Regions from separate parts of the Muntiacus reevesi genome. Here region 2 is linked to region 1. The links are chromatin contacts, called in public Hi-C maps. All regions are on one chromosome and are shown on one strand. The core of a region is the stretch at or near the end of the contact, and the rest is flanking DNA. Distances in the headings are between cores, read along the strand shown.

What was found. Hi-C and Micro-C count contacts between places; a contact is called where the count stands out from the background.
Region 2: a Hi-C map of blood shows a contact between it and region 1, with 4 times the contacts expected there. The contact joins the promoter of POP5 here to the promoter of HNF1A in region 1. A contact is called at or near these places in 2 of 3 Hi-C or Micro-C datasets (blood and muscle).

The regions. Positions count from the first base shown.
Region 1 is chr13:10,403,572-10,410,238 of mMunRee1.1, reverse strand. HNF1A (HNF1 homeobox A) reads left to right here and starts at 3,732. Exons shown (of 10, transcript XM_065904267.1): 1 at 3,732-4,541. The coding sequence starts at 4,210.
Region 2 is chr13:10,709,762-10,717,546 of mMunRee1.1, reverse strand. POP5 (POP5 homolog, ribonuclease P/MRP subunit) reads right to left here and starts at 6,015. Exons shown (of 5, transcript XM_065903892.1): 1 at 5,921-6,015; 2 at 5,697-5,839; 3 at 4,482-4,631; 4 at 4,224-4,307; 5 at 3,707-4,125. The coding sequence starts at 5,940. The coding sequence ends at 4,010. RNF10 (ring finger protein 10) reads left to right here. Exons shown (of 17, transcript XM_065903891.1): 15 at 935-992; 16 at 1,092-1,250; 17 at 1,839-2,126. The coding sequence ends at 1,915.

The DNA.
Region 1 (6,667 bases), core at 2,483-4,982:
GCTACTCACTCCAATATTCTGGCCTGGAGAATTCCATGGATTGTAAAGTCCATGGGGCCGCAAAGAGTCGGACGCGACTGAGCGACTTTCACTTCACTCAAGTGGCAACTAAGTTGACGTAAATACTTAACTGTTTTTTTTTTTTTTTACACTTAGCTGTTTTGACCTCACTTACTTACTAAACATAACTGTTGGGTTTTTTTTTCTTTTTTTGCAGGGAAGTCGGGAGGCCATTAAAAAGGAAGTAGGGGTTGCCATTAAAAAAAAATTACTGAGACATTGAGAGTGCCTAGAAACAAGAAAGTTTGGAATACTTGCATTAGGTATAAAAAGTTGGAGATCTATACCTCTGTTTTATACATAAGTCAATAAAGGCAAAATCGTCGCTTGAGGCCACCCACTGGCGTTAGGGTGTGTGTGTGGGGTCCGTGAAATTCACACTAGGTCCCATGTGATTTTCAAGAAGGCAAAATGCCTCTCCCACCTCTATGTTCATTCAGATGTGTCCCCTGATTGTGAAGAAAGGCAGATTGGGGCCTGGATCCACCCCTTTCTGTTTGCCAAGCATCGCTATCTGACACCCTTCTTATTCAAGAGCGGGAGCTCTACTCAGGGGGCCCAGAACAACAGCCTTTGTGTGCAGTGGGAGCTGAAGTTGGGCCCTGGGTGGGGGGCCTCTCTCCTTAGACACCCTGGAGGATCTCCCCACTCCCCTCGGTCCCCCTCCCAACTAAATCCACCTTCCGTCCCCGAGTCACTGGCTCAGGCACCTGGCTGCGGGGCCCCAGAAGTTAAGGAGTTTAAAAGTCATGCCATGTTACTTCCCTGGTGGTCCAGTGGCTAAGACTGTGCTTCCATTGAAGGGGGCGCAGGTTCGATCCCTGGTGGAGGAACTAAGATCCCTGGTGGAGGAACATGCCTCTTGGTGTGGCAAAAAAAAAGTCTTGCTGGGCATCCAGGTCTCACCCAATCCGGCTCCACCCTCTAGGGGAGAGTCTCCGAGGGGCAGCTGTAGGTGGAGGCAGCTTCCTGGAGGGGGTATCCAAGATGCGAGCCACGAGGTGACAGCACGCGGCATCCTCCCTGAACTTCGCCTGGACTTGAGGATTCTGCCCCCAGCGGTGAGCTGCCTGACCCCAAAGCTACTTATGCTAGAGACAAAGGGAAGCGCTGGGAGAATGTGGGGGGGTCCCACTTTCCCAAGGGGCAATCGCCAGCACCATCCTGTGCAGCGAGACTGCCAGGCTCTAGGGAGACTCTGAGCAAGCCATTCCACCCCTCTGAGCCTCTGTTTTCTCCTCCGCAGAATGGGAACAACAGCACCTGCTTCGCAGAGTGGTTCTGAGCATTTCATACATTACTAAAGCTTAGTGCAGAGCTAACTATACGTGGTCGGTGTGCAATGAAATGTATTCACCCCATGAATATTTATTGATTGCCTACTAAGTGGATGGGGCAACAGTCTAAGCACTGGGAGTGAACAAGACAGACAGAAGCCCAGCCCTGGGAGGAGAGAGGCGGACATCCTAGCAGAAGCAGACAGACCGTAAAAAACAAACATCATCCCGACTCAATGGACATGACTTTGAGCAGACTCTGGGAGGTGGTGAAGGACAGGAAAGCCTGGTGTGCTGCGGTCCATGGGGTCACGAAGCTGAACAACAACAACAATGTAAGTAAATTGCAGAGTGGTACAGTCCAATAAAGATAGGATGTGAGCCATAAATGTGATTTAAACGTTCCCAGTGGTACCATTATAACAGTAAAAAGAAATGAGTGAACTTAAGGTTTCTAATTTTTAATGTAAAATGTTTAAAAATGTAGTTTTAAGATTAAGAACTTTTGGGACTTCCCCAGCAGTCCAGTGGTTAAGGCTCCTTGCTTCCAATGTACGGGGCATGAGTTCGATCCCTGGTTGGGGAACTAGGCGTCCCATAGGCCACTGGAGTGTGGCCAAAATTTTTTTTTTAAATACACGCACACACAAAAAAAATTAAAAACTTTCACCTAAAATATTGTTGTTTCTGCCAGAGGCATCAGCTACATTTCAGATGCTCAGTGGCCACATGGGCTTCACGGTTGCTGGATGCGTCAAGTGAGTGCAAAAATGAAGACTTGACCAGCACCCTTTTCCCTCCGCGGGCCTGGCCTGGGCAGCCGTGAGAGCCTCCTGGCCAAATGCCACCTTCTCCCTTCCACTGTTGGCAAGCATGATCCAGGTTCCACAGACCCCTGAGAGGTGCCCCAGCCTGGGGGAGCCTCAACACCACCCTGCCCACTCCAGGCAACGGTGTGCACCCCTTGTTCTGGGGGCTTAGGGCCACCCCAGGGAACAGACAGCAGGAAGTTTTGTCCAGGCTCTTACTGGAAAAGGGAAGAGGTGGGTCAGGGGCTGTGAGAATGAGTTTTTGTCCAGTGCTGGGATCAGTGGGAAGTGAGGGAGGGCTGGAACCTGCCGCTATTTAAAATTTGATATTTTTTGTTCATCAGGTTTTTGTCATTAAGAAATATATTTTATTCATATGTTATAAAGTTTGTCCATTTCAAGTGCAAAATTCAGCAGTTTTTAGTAAAATCACAGAGTTGTGTAACATCACTCAATCAATATTAGAACATTTCCATCGTTCCCAAAGAAACCTTATTCCCACCAAGTAGCCATTCCCTGTCCCCACCCCCATCCCTCCAAACCCTGGTGGCCATGAATCCACTTTCTGACCCATATAGACTTGCCTATTCTGGATGTTTCCTATATGTGGGATCGTACAAATAGATGGTCTTTTGTGTCTGGCTTCTTTTCATTTAGCATAATGTCTTCCAGATTGACACCTATTGTAGTATGAATCAGGACTTTACTCCTTTTTGCTGTGTATGCTCAGTCGTGTCCAACTCTTGGCGACCCCATGGACTGTAGCCCACCAGGCTCCTCTGTCCCTGGGATTCTCCAGGCAAGAATACTGGAGGGGGTTGCCATTTCCTTCTCCAGGGGATCTTCCCGACTCAGGGATCGAACCCAAGTCTCCTGTGTCTCCTGCATGGCAGATGGATGCTGAGCCATCAGAGAATCCCTCACTCCTTTTTATGGTCAAATAATATGCCATGTATGGATGGGCCAGATTTTTTTCTATCCATTCTTTCACTGATGGATTTATGATTTTTTGATTTTTTGGCTATGGAGAATTATTCTGCTGTGAACATTCATGTGCAGGCTTTTGTGTGGACATGTCTTTTAAATTCTTTTAAGGTTTGCATTAATTTAGAATTTTTAATATCTTTATATAAACTATTATTTTATCTAGATTTACTGAGTTCTTCCATCATCCCCTTAAAATTTGTGCCTGAGTCAAGAACTTGAGTAGCCTCACCCTGCTTCCCCCTTGCAGGTCCTGTCCCTGCTAGCTGCATGACTTTGGGTGAGTTGCTTACCCTCACAGAACCTCAGTTTCCTCCTCTGTAAAATGGGCATAATCCCTGTGCCCACTCACAGCTGTCAGGGGGCTTCACGGAGGTAATGAAGTGAGTTACAGACCCGGTCCACAGCAGACGTGAGTCAATGCGTTTTTCCTCCTGGGAAGGCCTGGTGCCCGGGCTGGCTGTGGGGAGCGTCCCCAAATGGATGTGACCATCCCCTGCCCTTGAGGAGAGTTAGCCCAGCGGCCTGGAAATCCTTGCTGCTTCTGTCCCCAAGGGGAACCTGCTGTTTGGTTCTCTGGCTCCAGCCTGACCCACTGCGAGGTCCTGAGGGGGTGGGACCGGATGCTGGTCACCCGGAGGACTCCCCGGTTCCCAGCTCCTTGCGCCCCAGCTGTGTGGCCCCCCATCGCCGCCTCCCCCGCCCTCCACTCTGCCCATTCCCGTGGAAGGCCGCGGCTCTACCACTCTGCTCTGCCATGAGGCCTGCACCGCGCAGGGTGAAGTCCAAAGTTCAGTCCCTTCGCTAAGCGCACGGATAAATATGAACCTTGGAGAATTTCCCCAGCTCCAATGTAAACAGAGCGGGCAGGGGCCCTGATTCACTGGCCACTGGGGCCAGGGTTGGGGGTTGGGGGTGCCCACAGGGCTTGGCTAGTGGGGTTTGGGGGGGGCAGCGGGTGCAAGGAGCCTGGCTGGGGCCTGCCTGCGGCCCGGCCAGCACGGAGCCAGCCCACGCGGTCGGGGGGGAGGCGGCCGGCTTGGTGGCCCCGGGCCGCGTGGCCCGGAGCTAGTGGAGCCATGGTTTCTAAACTGAGCCAGCTGCAGACGGAGCTCCTGGCGGCCCTGCTAGAGTCAGGCCTGAGCAAAGAGGCGCTGATCCAGGCGCTGGGTGAGCCTGGGCCCTACCTGCTGGCTGGAGATGGCCCCCTGGACAAGGGGGAGTCCTGCGGCAGTGGCGGCGGCCGAGGGGAGCTGGCCGAGCTGCCCAATGGGCTGGGGGAGGCCAGGGGCTCGGAGGACGAGACGGATGACGATGGAGACGACTTCACGCCACCCATCCTCAAGGAGCTGGAGAGCCTCAGCCCGGAGGAGGCGGCCCACCAGAAGGCCGTGGTGGAGACCCTGCTGCAGTAAGGACCCCTCCCTTGTCCCCCGCCCCCAAGGAGCCCCGAGAGGGGGACTCACCCTCGGCTTCTGCCCAGCCCTTCCCAGTCCAGAGTCCCATGGGCTATAACCTGGTTGTCGCGACGGGGACAGGGTCCGTTAGAGGTTGGAGGTGGTAGGAGGGGGGTTCTGGCTTGGAGGTTGGAGTCTCCAGCGCCCGATCTGGCCCTCTGCAGGGTCCTGTCCCCATGAGCCAAGGCTTCCAGCCCAGAGCTTGGGAAGTGGGGCATGCCCCACAGGGAAACCCCAAGATGGGAGCAAGCAGAGAATCCACAATTTGAGTACCCGGGGAGAGAACCGGGAAAGGGCTGGTGGTGGGAAGTTTTAGCTATCAGGCACATTTCTAGTCCCCCAATCCTAACTTCCCTGCTAAGCATCAGGGCACACCCCTGGCTGGGGTTTTGGGGGGTCCCCTTGGTCTCCCCAGAACTCAAGCTTTCAGCCAGGAGAACCCAGGTCTTTCTTACCTGCTGGAAATGGAGCCTCAGGAGGGGAGCTGCTCCCCTTTCCAGCACAGCCTCAGGCCCCCCCATCACCCGCAGGTACAGCTAGAAGCCTCCCCGCTCCATACCCCCACCCACAGGGTGACTTTACCCATCTCCCGGAGGACGGGGTGGGTCTGAGCCCTCTGCTCCCCTCTCCTCAGCAAAGCTGAGCTGGTTACTAATTACCCACGAGTTTTATTATTTCTCTTTTGTTTTATAAATTTATAAATGGCAAAAGGCTCTGATAAGGCCTGTGATCATTAACTTGTAGGGCTGGTGGCCTGGGGAGGCCTGAGCCAACTCTGACTTCCCCCCCAGGCGGGGGTGGGGGAGGTTGGGGGTGACGGAAGGGGAGCCTGGGGGCTGTAGGGACAGTCCCCCCCCACTCCGAGGCTCTGTAACCTGCCTCCTAACAGCCCCGGGAGGGGTGCCGGGCTGAGGTTTCACAGGTGTCATTTTGGGCAATGTTGAGATGAACTCTGGAGAAAGCTACATACAGATAAGGATGAGGAAAGGAAACTGGGGCTCAGAGAGGGGAAGGAGCTGGACTAAGGCCACCCAGCTGGGGCTCCATGTCCCTCTCTTGGGTGCCCTCGATCGCCAGGACCAGGGTCGGAGCTGGGGGCGACTTGGGGTGACTGGGGGGGGATGGGTTGCTGAGGAAGAGTTCCCAAAGACTATCTCTTTTCTGTCCAAGGTCCGGATCTCAGCCTGGGGTGGGGGAGGGTGGGATTCATCCCTCAGGGAGCCCTTAGGGCCTGCCAGGCCTTCTGAGGGCCGGGGAGGGGGCAGGAGAGCAGCCAGGGCCCCCTGAGTTGGTAGGAGGAGGAGGGCAAAGGGCCCTGCCGGGCTGCAGGGGAGGGGCATAGAGTCAGGCATCACCAGACCCAGGGAGAGGGCAACCGGACAGGGTGGGGCTGGGCCAGAACTGCTCAGGGCCCCAGATGCGCCTGGGGGCTTTCAGGGGGGAGTAGGGGGCAAGTGGGGTAGCAAAGGCCTTACCTGGCTGGGTGGGGCCTCTTGACCAGTACCCCCTTCCGTGGGATGGTGGGTGGACGGGAAGTCTTGATCCACAGCACGCGAGCGGGAAGCAGGGGTCAAAGTGCTCCCTGGGGACCAGCAGAGACCTGGAGGTGGAGGGAGAGAGGGGAGACAAGAAGGAAGAGATAGGGGGTGGGGGGTGCGTCTCGGGAGATGGAGACAGAGACCTGGAGAAGCAGAGTGGCGCAGAGGAGCCAGGAGGGGCCCGGGTCTGACATGCAGCTGGAAGAAGGGGCTGGGTAGAGAGCGAGGTGCCCCAAGCTGCGAGGAAGCTGGAGTGCTTGCCTCCCGCCCCGATTGGGTTTTCTTTAATGCTAACAGCATGCTATTTACTTTCCATTTAAATTTGAGATGTTGCTATAAATTATCAACCAGCTCCTTGTTCCTGCGGAGTTTATAACTAACTACCTGGGTTACTTATTGTTCAGGTAACAAAAGGGATCTGAAAACGCCCCGAGGGGGGAAAGTGGGGCCTTGGGCCTCAGGACACAGGCTGCAGAGGGGTGGGGGACCCCCATGACCGCCCTGGGTGGTGGGGGAAGTTGAGGCTGGAAAGGATGGCGAAG
Region 2 (7,785 bases), core at 4,766-7,265, 310 kb before region 1:
GGTATTTTAGTGATCTTATAAGGTGATTCAGATGTTGTACTGTTAGACCCCAAACTCTTGGGGACCAAGGGACCAGATTCTCACAGTAGTACATGATGAAGAAAGTTTATCAATGAAATCAGTATCTGCCAGTTGAATTCATCTTGCACAATATGCAAGCCCCAGTTTGGGACACATTTGGGACAGGCATGCTGACGTGAATCTTGTGGGGTTTGTTTCTTGGTACAATGCACCCTGCTTTAGGTGGCATGGCATGTGTGGTAGATAGGATGCAGAGTGACCCTCAGCATTTACAGAGCTGGCCTTGGCCAACTGAAGTGAAAAATTCCTCTCTTGGGAGGGATTGTTCTGTTACTGTACTTTCAGGAATCTGGTTTATGGCTGAATCTAAACGTTAATAGTTAAGGAGCTATTGAAAAAGCAAAGACTGAAAGGTAATGAGGGCTGTGGGAGCAGTTTCGGGATAAGGTTAAATTGGTTTTTGTGGCCTTGGGTAACTGAGGTTTGCTTGGCAGGTGGTTTGTTTTAAACTTGGAAGGTCCTGTACACTCCTTACTGCAGGAGGAGTAATGTTGATGTTTTTAGGTGTCTCCAGAAGAGGAAAATTTTGTCCAGAAGAAAGGAATGACATGAAGTCGGGATTTCCCACTTCAAAATCAGAGTATAAATCTCTTGTGCCTTCTTTGCAGTATTCTTTACCTGTTTCCTAAGGAACAGAACAGCTTCTGGTTTCCCACCTTGTTAGTTTCACTGCCAGTTCAGGATATAGGGGACATGATGAAAACACTGTGTTAGTAAAAGTATCCAGAAAATTTTTTCCCAGTGTGGGTGGTTGATTCTGTGTCCCCCGTACCTGTCAGTGTCAAGGTAGGAGTCTGGAGAAGAAACGGGATCAGTAACTTAAATTCTTTCCTTTCCTTTTCCACTTTGGCAGATGCTGAGAGTTGGAAAAGCAAAAGCAGATGTATGGCCCAAAACCGCTCCAAAGAAAGGTGAGAATGGCCCTCTGGTAAAAAGGGGAAGCCTGGCCCCTTTCAGAAAGTAGAAGGCTCTGGAGTTGTTTCTGCAATTTTAACACTGGTGTTTTTTAGATGAAAACACTTTAGGTCCTCCTGCCCTTGTGGACAGCGATGGGGAGAGTGATAACTCAGACCGCGTTCCTGTGCCCAGTTTCCAGAATTCCTTCAGCCAAGCTATTGAAGCAGCCTTCATGAAACTGGACACACCAGTGACTTCAGATCCGCTCTCTGGTAAAAGCACAGGAGTGGGGTGCTCGGCTCAGGGCTGTGGTTCCCTCCTGGATCCAGGGGCACTGATCACTAATCACTTGGTTCTTTCCCTCTGAGCCTCAGGGCTTGCATTCTAGTGTTAACTAACATTCCACCTGGTATATCAAATGGCTCCTTTTTGCACCCCAGATTAATTCTTGAGGCCTTTGTGAAGTTCTGCGTAACTTTTTTCCCCCAGCCTTATAGATTTTTGAGTCCTGAGGTGGTGAAGGTGGCTGATAAGATGGATGTCAGACTCAAAGCACACCCCCACTCTGTGGTATTCACGACTAGCATTTATGATGTGCTTCCCACACGCCTAGCATTGTGCTAATTTTATTCTCCCAGTAGCTGTATTAAGTGGGTATAACTCACATTACAGATGAGCTGGGCTGGGATCGAAGTGATGTGTCTGAAGACAAACACCCAGAGAGTGCAAGGCCGGTATTTGAATCCAGGAAGTCTAATCCAGAGCCTGCACTCGTGTTGCCCGTGACTCTCGTCAATGGAAACTGGCCAGGGGGCAAAGGGGTGGCATTCTAAGCTAAGTTCTTTCTGTTTTTTGTTTAGAAGAGAAAGGAGGAAAGAAAAGAAAGAAACAGAAACAGAAGCTCCTGTTCAGCACCTCCGTCGTCCACACCAAGTGACACTACTGGCCGAGGCTGACTTCTCCATCTGGTTTTCTTTTTATTTGCGCTTTTGTTTTGCTGCTGTAATTTTTAAGTATTTGAGTTTGAACAGATTAGCTCTGGGGGGGAGGGGGTTTCCACAATGTGAGGGGGAACCAAGAAAATTTTAAATACAGTGTATTTTCCAGCTTCCCGTCTTTACACCAAAATAAAGTATTGACACTCACAAGAGAGCTCTTCCTGCCAAGGTTTTTAGTTTGTTGTCAGGTAGTCTTTTTGACCCACGTGTAATTAGTTTTTCTCAACCCCAACTTAAGTTTTAGTCTCCTGGAGCAGCCCAAACCAGTGTTAGGGCACCTTGCTTTCAGCATATCTATTGGTGTGTCTTTTAAAAATAGTTGAATCTTTTCTATCTGTTCAGTACTCCTCTCGTTAAGGAAACAGAGGGATGGGAATAAATGGATGTAGGATACCCAGCTTGAATTGTTTTTCTTCTGACAACCAGGCTGTGGTGTCAGACCCAGGTTGCCACTTGTGTGATGGAGGGTTTTACCTTCTGTTTGGCACAGAAAGTAACTGTCATTGGCTCAGGAGGCCCTAGGACCTGATAGCCGTTAGGTCAAGCTTGTTTCAAGTGACAGTGGCCTGAGTTATAGAAATGGAGGAGTCTGGCACACCCGGAGGCAGAGCAGGACAGGTTTGAAAGCAGTGGGGATACTTCCCCCAACCCCTGCCCCCCACTGCCTCCTTGTTGTCTGGAGCAGTCCTTTGCCTTGGTTTGAGCTGAATTTGAGTGATGTGAATTATTTTGCTGCTTAATAAAGTGACCTCTAGGTATAATAGACTATGAAGGCAAATAGTTGCAATAAATCTCCTGCATAATCATTGTGAGCTTTCTGGTTTCTTTAAGATTTATTTCAGGTCAGCTAGACATATTCTTCTTAATAGGTTAAGGTAACAGTTGCTGTGAACTTGAGCCATTCTGTTTTCATGGAGTCATGTCTTTCCTAGTGTCAGGCCTAAAGGGTTCTTGATCTGGGCTTATTTTATTAGTTCTAACCTCCCATTCTTAAAGTGACAAATGTTTGTTAAACATATTAATATGTAAGGGACTTCTGAGTGATGTCTATTTTATAAAGGAGAGAATAGGTCCTTGAAGTGTGTTTAGTAGGTAGCAAATCAAAACGGGTCATGTCTCCTGTCTCCTAATTCCAGTGAGTGCATTGTCTCACCTACCTTCAGATGCCAGATAGGTATAAGGCAGTAGAGAAGGGTGGAACTGTAGACAACAACCAGATGTTGGCAGCTGCTATTTGACTTTGTAATAATGAGGTCAGGTAACATTATTACAAAGATATTTTCCCCCACTCCAAAGTGTAAGAATTGTATTACTATTATTCTTTGTCAGGTTACCTGGTCAAGTATTGGCAAAGAATCTGTTTATTTTTAAGGTCCTTTGGGTCATTGAGACCAGCTCTAGATCTGTGCCAGTTTAGTTGCTGTGTCTCACTAACACTGTTACTCTGGGGACTTCCCTAGATGTCCAGTGGTTAAGACTCTTTGAGTTTCCACTGCGAGGGGCCTGGGATCAATCCCTGGTCGAGGAGCTGAGACCCTACATGCCCCACACTGTGGACAAGTAAAGGTCAAAACTGCTACTCCGAAATGACCTGGATTGCTTAGGGCCCAACCGAGGGGCAGGGCTATCGGGTCTCCAGTGGGAGGCTATACATCTAGTACCACACAGGGAGCTGGTCTTGCTACTGAGGCCAGGGATGGAAGGAGAAAGAGACTAGGCCAACCATGAACTTCACATGTGCACCAAGTGCTAAAAGAAGCCAAATACATTTATTAAACCTGCTCCCAGCCAGGCAGTTAGATGCAGAGACGTCTATAAAGACAGGGGCTTCACAACCTGCAGAACCACTTAACCAGGCAATGCTGGGTAAAGGTGACTTCGATTAGTTTTACTAAGTCCATTTTGAGCTGGTCACCTGGCCTCTGGTCAGCAGTCATCCAGTTTGGGAACTGCAGAAGATGCTGCTGCCTCTCAGAATGTCCCATCCCAGCGAGTGGACCCTGAGGCCTGGGCACAGCACAGCGTGCAAAGGTTCACTCCATTGGCTCAGCAGCCTCCTCGCCGCCACTATCGGAAAGCTCCTCCCCAGCCGACTCCTCCTCTAGTAAACAGCTTTTAGTGACAGACTTCTGGATAGCCTCCCGCTCTCCTGGAGAAAGAGCAAGGTGAAGAGCATGAGTGACCTCTCATTCAGCCAGAGGCCATGGCCAGTCCCTGCTCAGTGGGCACAGGGCTAGCATCTCTTACCTTCATCAGTGCAGTTCTGCAAAAGGATCAACAGCTGTCTCCTGTTGTACTGAATCAGGAACTTCTGGCATGTTCTAATTGTACCTGGCACAGGTAAGAGCTTTGTGGTCAGCAGCTTGTGGAAAGTATTTACCTCAGAGTCTTGCAGAGCTCGGAAAAAGTATCTTGCTCTTAGCAGGAGAGCAGGAATACTCATCTACCACATAAGACTGAATGCTGAACCTGCTACAAAACCAGCCATATCCCATGCACCCTTACCTCCCACGTGTAAGGTGTTGAGAAAACACGGGTAGCGGTGTCCTTTGTTTTCCAAGTATGTGATGAAGGGAAGAGCTGACCACACAAGCCGGTAGAACTCCTTCCTGCATCGAAGTAGCACTATTCCGGTATAGGCATTGAGGTATCGTACTACAGCAGGGGAAAAAATAAAAATCATTTGGGGAAACTGGACTGTTAGGGATGGGTTAAAAATCTTTGGCTAATTAAGCACCCATGTGCTAGAGATCAGAGATGGCTCAAGATAGTGGCACTTGGAATGCATCAGTAAGTAAAAACTTGATTTCTGAAGGGGAAAAAAAAAAGTAGGACAGCCCATTTACACACAGTAAAGAATCCCCCTGCAATGTAAGAGACCCAGGTTTGATCCCTGGGTTGGGATGATCCCCTGGAGAAGGGAATGGCTATCCACTCCAGTATTGAGAATTTCATGAACTGGACAGAGGAGCCTGGGTCGGACAGGACTGAGCAACTTAACACTTCATTTATGGAAGGGAGAAACATCCAGTGCCTTGCACACCACTTAGAATTGGTGAATTTAGAATTAAAAATGTTCTTCTAATGCATTGACTAGTTAATAAATTGAGTTGGGAGTGCAGAGATCCACCTTCCTCAGAAAATCCCTGGCTGAAAACCAAGTTGTCTTGTAACTGGGCTGTGTAGGTTTTTCAAACAGTCAACTGAGTCTCACCTGAGGTAGGAAAGCTATGCCTATGTGCATCACCTCTGGAATTCAATTTCAAAGAATATGGTAAAAGGGAACGATAGTAGTGTAGCTGTTGAGAAGGCCTGCTCCTATCTACATACACACAAGTATGCGTCCTGTACAGGCCCTTTTCAAGGGTAATTAGATACAAGGGGTTCTTGCCCAATGTCCCACTGCCTAAGTCGCTTCACTCGTCCCGCTCTGTGACCCTATGGGCTGTAACCCGCCAAGCTCCCTCTGTCCATGGGATTCTCCAGGGGATCTTCCCAACCCAAGGACTGAACTCGTGGCCTACTATTAGCTAGCTCTCCGCCTCACTGGATTCACCCAGACCTCGGGATGCGACGCTGCTAAAAAGAACGGTATCTTACATAGGACAGTACACAAGGCTTGGCAGTTCCCGGGGTCGTTCGTGCCCCTTCTTTCTCCCTCCTGTGGCCACCGCCCCTTCCAAACCCCGCCGTCCGCCCGGTTCCCAAGCACCCTCGCACCCGCGAAGCCGATGGAACAGGCGGCAGCGCCGAAAGTCCCGTGCACGCGGGCGATCGTGTCCCGCACCAGGGTGCCCAGCACTCGGTCCTCCAGAGTCAGGCGGCAGCGGGGGTCGTCAGACACCACTTCGCAGAGCAGGTACCTGCGGCGGGCGAGAGGGAGGTGAGCCCGGGGGCAGGCCCGCGGGGACCGGGCAAGGGGCTGTTGGCGAGAGACTGTTTACCTGTGCTTGAACCGCACCATGGCTGCCTCCACCTCCGGCGGCCAGACACGCAAACCGGACGTCTGCTTTCGTCGGCGGCCAATAGGAAGTTGGCCCGGCAGCCACTCAGGGAGGCGGAGCTAGAATGTAGGCGGAGCCCTGTGTCATTCTCCCTGAGCTCCGCCTCTTCTCTGCGGAGCGCAGGCGTCCTGCTCAGTACCGAGCTGATGCAGTTGGGAGCGAGGCTGCGCGAGTGATGGATTTTTGTGCCTGTGATGGGTGATTGTGCCCACTCATTAATTCTGTATGCGGCATTTGGAGCCTCCACGATATTTACTTTCTAACACAGTCGTGCGTGCATTTATATTTTCTCCCCAAGTCTTGAGGGCAAGATCTTGCACTCACAAGCCAAGGATTCACAGAGGGGAAATTGGGACTCAATTGTAATGTAATACAATGTAATATTCAGATTACAGCTCGGTTCAATTTCCCCTTACAGCCAAATACTTTATTACTGTTTAGGTCTTTTAGCAACCTTATGGAGTCAGGTGTATTGTCTCATTTTTTGTGCAAAAACCATCTGTGATCATTATATTTTTTTTCTGTTTATTCTGTGTGTACTCGTTTTTTAAACAGAAAAGCACAAAGAAGCAAATAAAAATAAGTTATAACCCCAGCACCAAGAGAGAATACTTTATCACGTAGTGGGTTTTTCCCCCTAGTTTTCCCCCTATGCCTGCAGTTCTCTATGTAAGGTCCAGGAACCACTGAGTTTTCTGAGATTATTTCAGAGAGTCTCCAGTATCAAGTCACTTTCATAATACTACTAAGATGCTGTTTGTTTCACTCTCTCAGAGTGGACAGTAAAGTTTTCCAGAGGCCATATGACATGTACTGACATTATTGTTCTGATGGTGAAAAGAATTGTGCATTGTGTTTTAAACATTTCTCAGTTTTAATAAACATGGTAAATATCAACATATTCCACAAAACAAAAGCTCTTTGGGATCCTCAATAATTTAATGAGTGAAAAAGTGTCCTGAGACCAAAAAAAAAAAAAAAACAACTGAGATGAGAACTTCTGCTGTATGTTAAATTATATTTTTCCTTTTATTTTCTTTTTAAGAATAGAATCATACAGTTTAGTATTCTTTCCCCCGCTGCCCGAATATCCTTTAAAAAATAAAGGATCTTATCTTAGTGAGGCATAACCTACATAAAGGGCATATTAAGTGAATTTTTACATATGTATAGACTTTTGCAACTATTGCCCAGATAAAGAGAAAGAACATTTCCAGTGCCCAAGAAGGTTCCTGTGCCCTCTTCTCAGCCAAAAATCTTCCCAGAAGTGACCTCTATTCTGATTTCTATCATGACTGATAAGCTTTGCCTGTTCTTGAAGTTTGTGTATGTGTGTGTGTTAGTCGCTCAGTCGTGTCCGACTCTTTGTGACCCCATGGACTGTGGCCTGCCAGGCTCCTCTGTCCATGGGATTCTCCAGGCAAGAATACTGGAGTGGGTTACCATGCCCTTCTCCCGGGGATCTTCCTGATCCAGGGATCGAACACAGGTCTCTGGCATTGCAGGCAGATTCTTTACCACTTGAACTACAGTTTTCCCATGTTCTTGAACTTTATTTAAATATAAATCTCCAACAGCGTGTTTGTGTGTGACTATGTGTATGGCTCCTTTCTCTCAACATATTGTCTTTACATTCATTCTGTCATTTGACTATATTTTCATGTCAACTATTTACAATTTAGTGACTGAGTCACAACAAAAACAATTCTTCAAGGTTATTTTTCAGCTGCCCTGGACAGCTTTGTTTAGATGTACCACTGCTAAACAGGTCTATATTTCCATGATGGACATTTAAATTTGTTCAA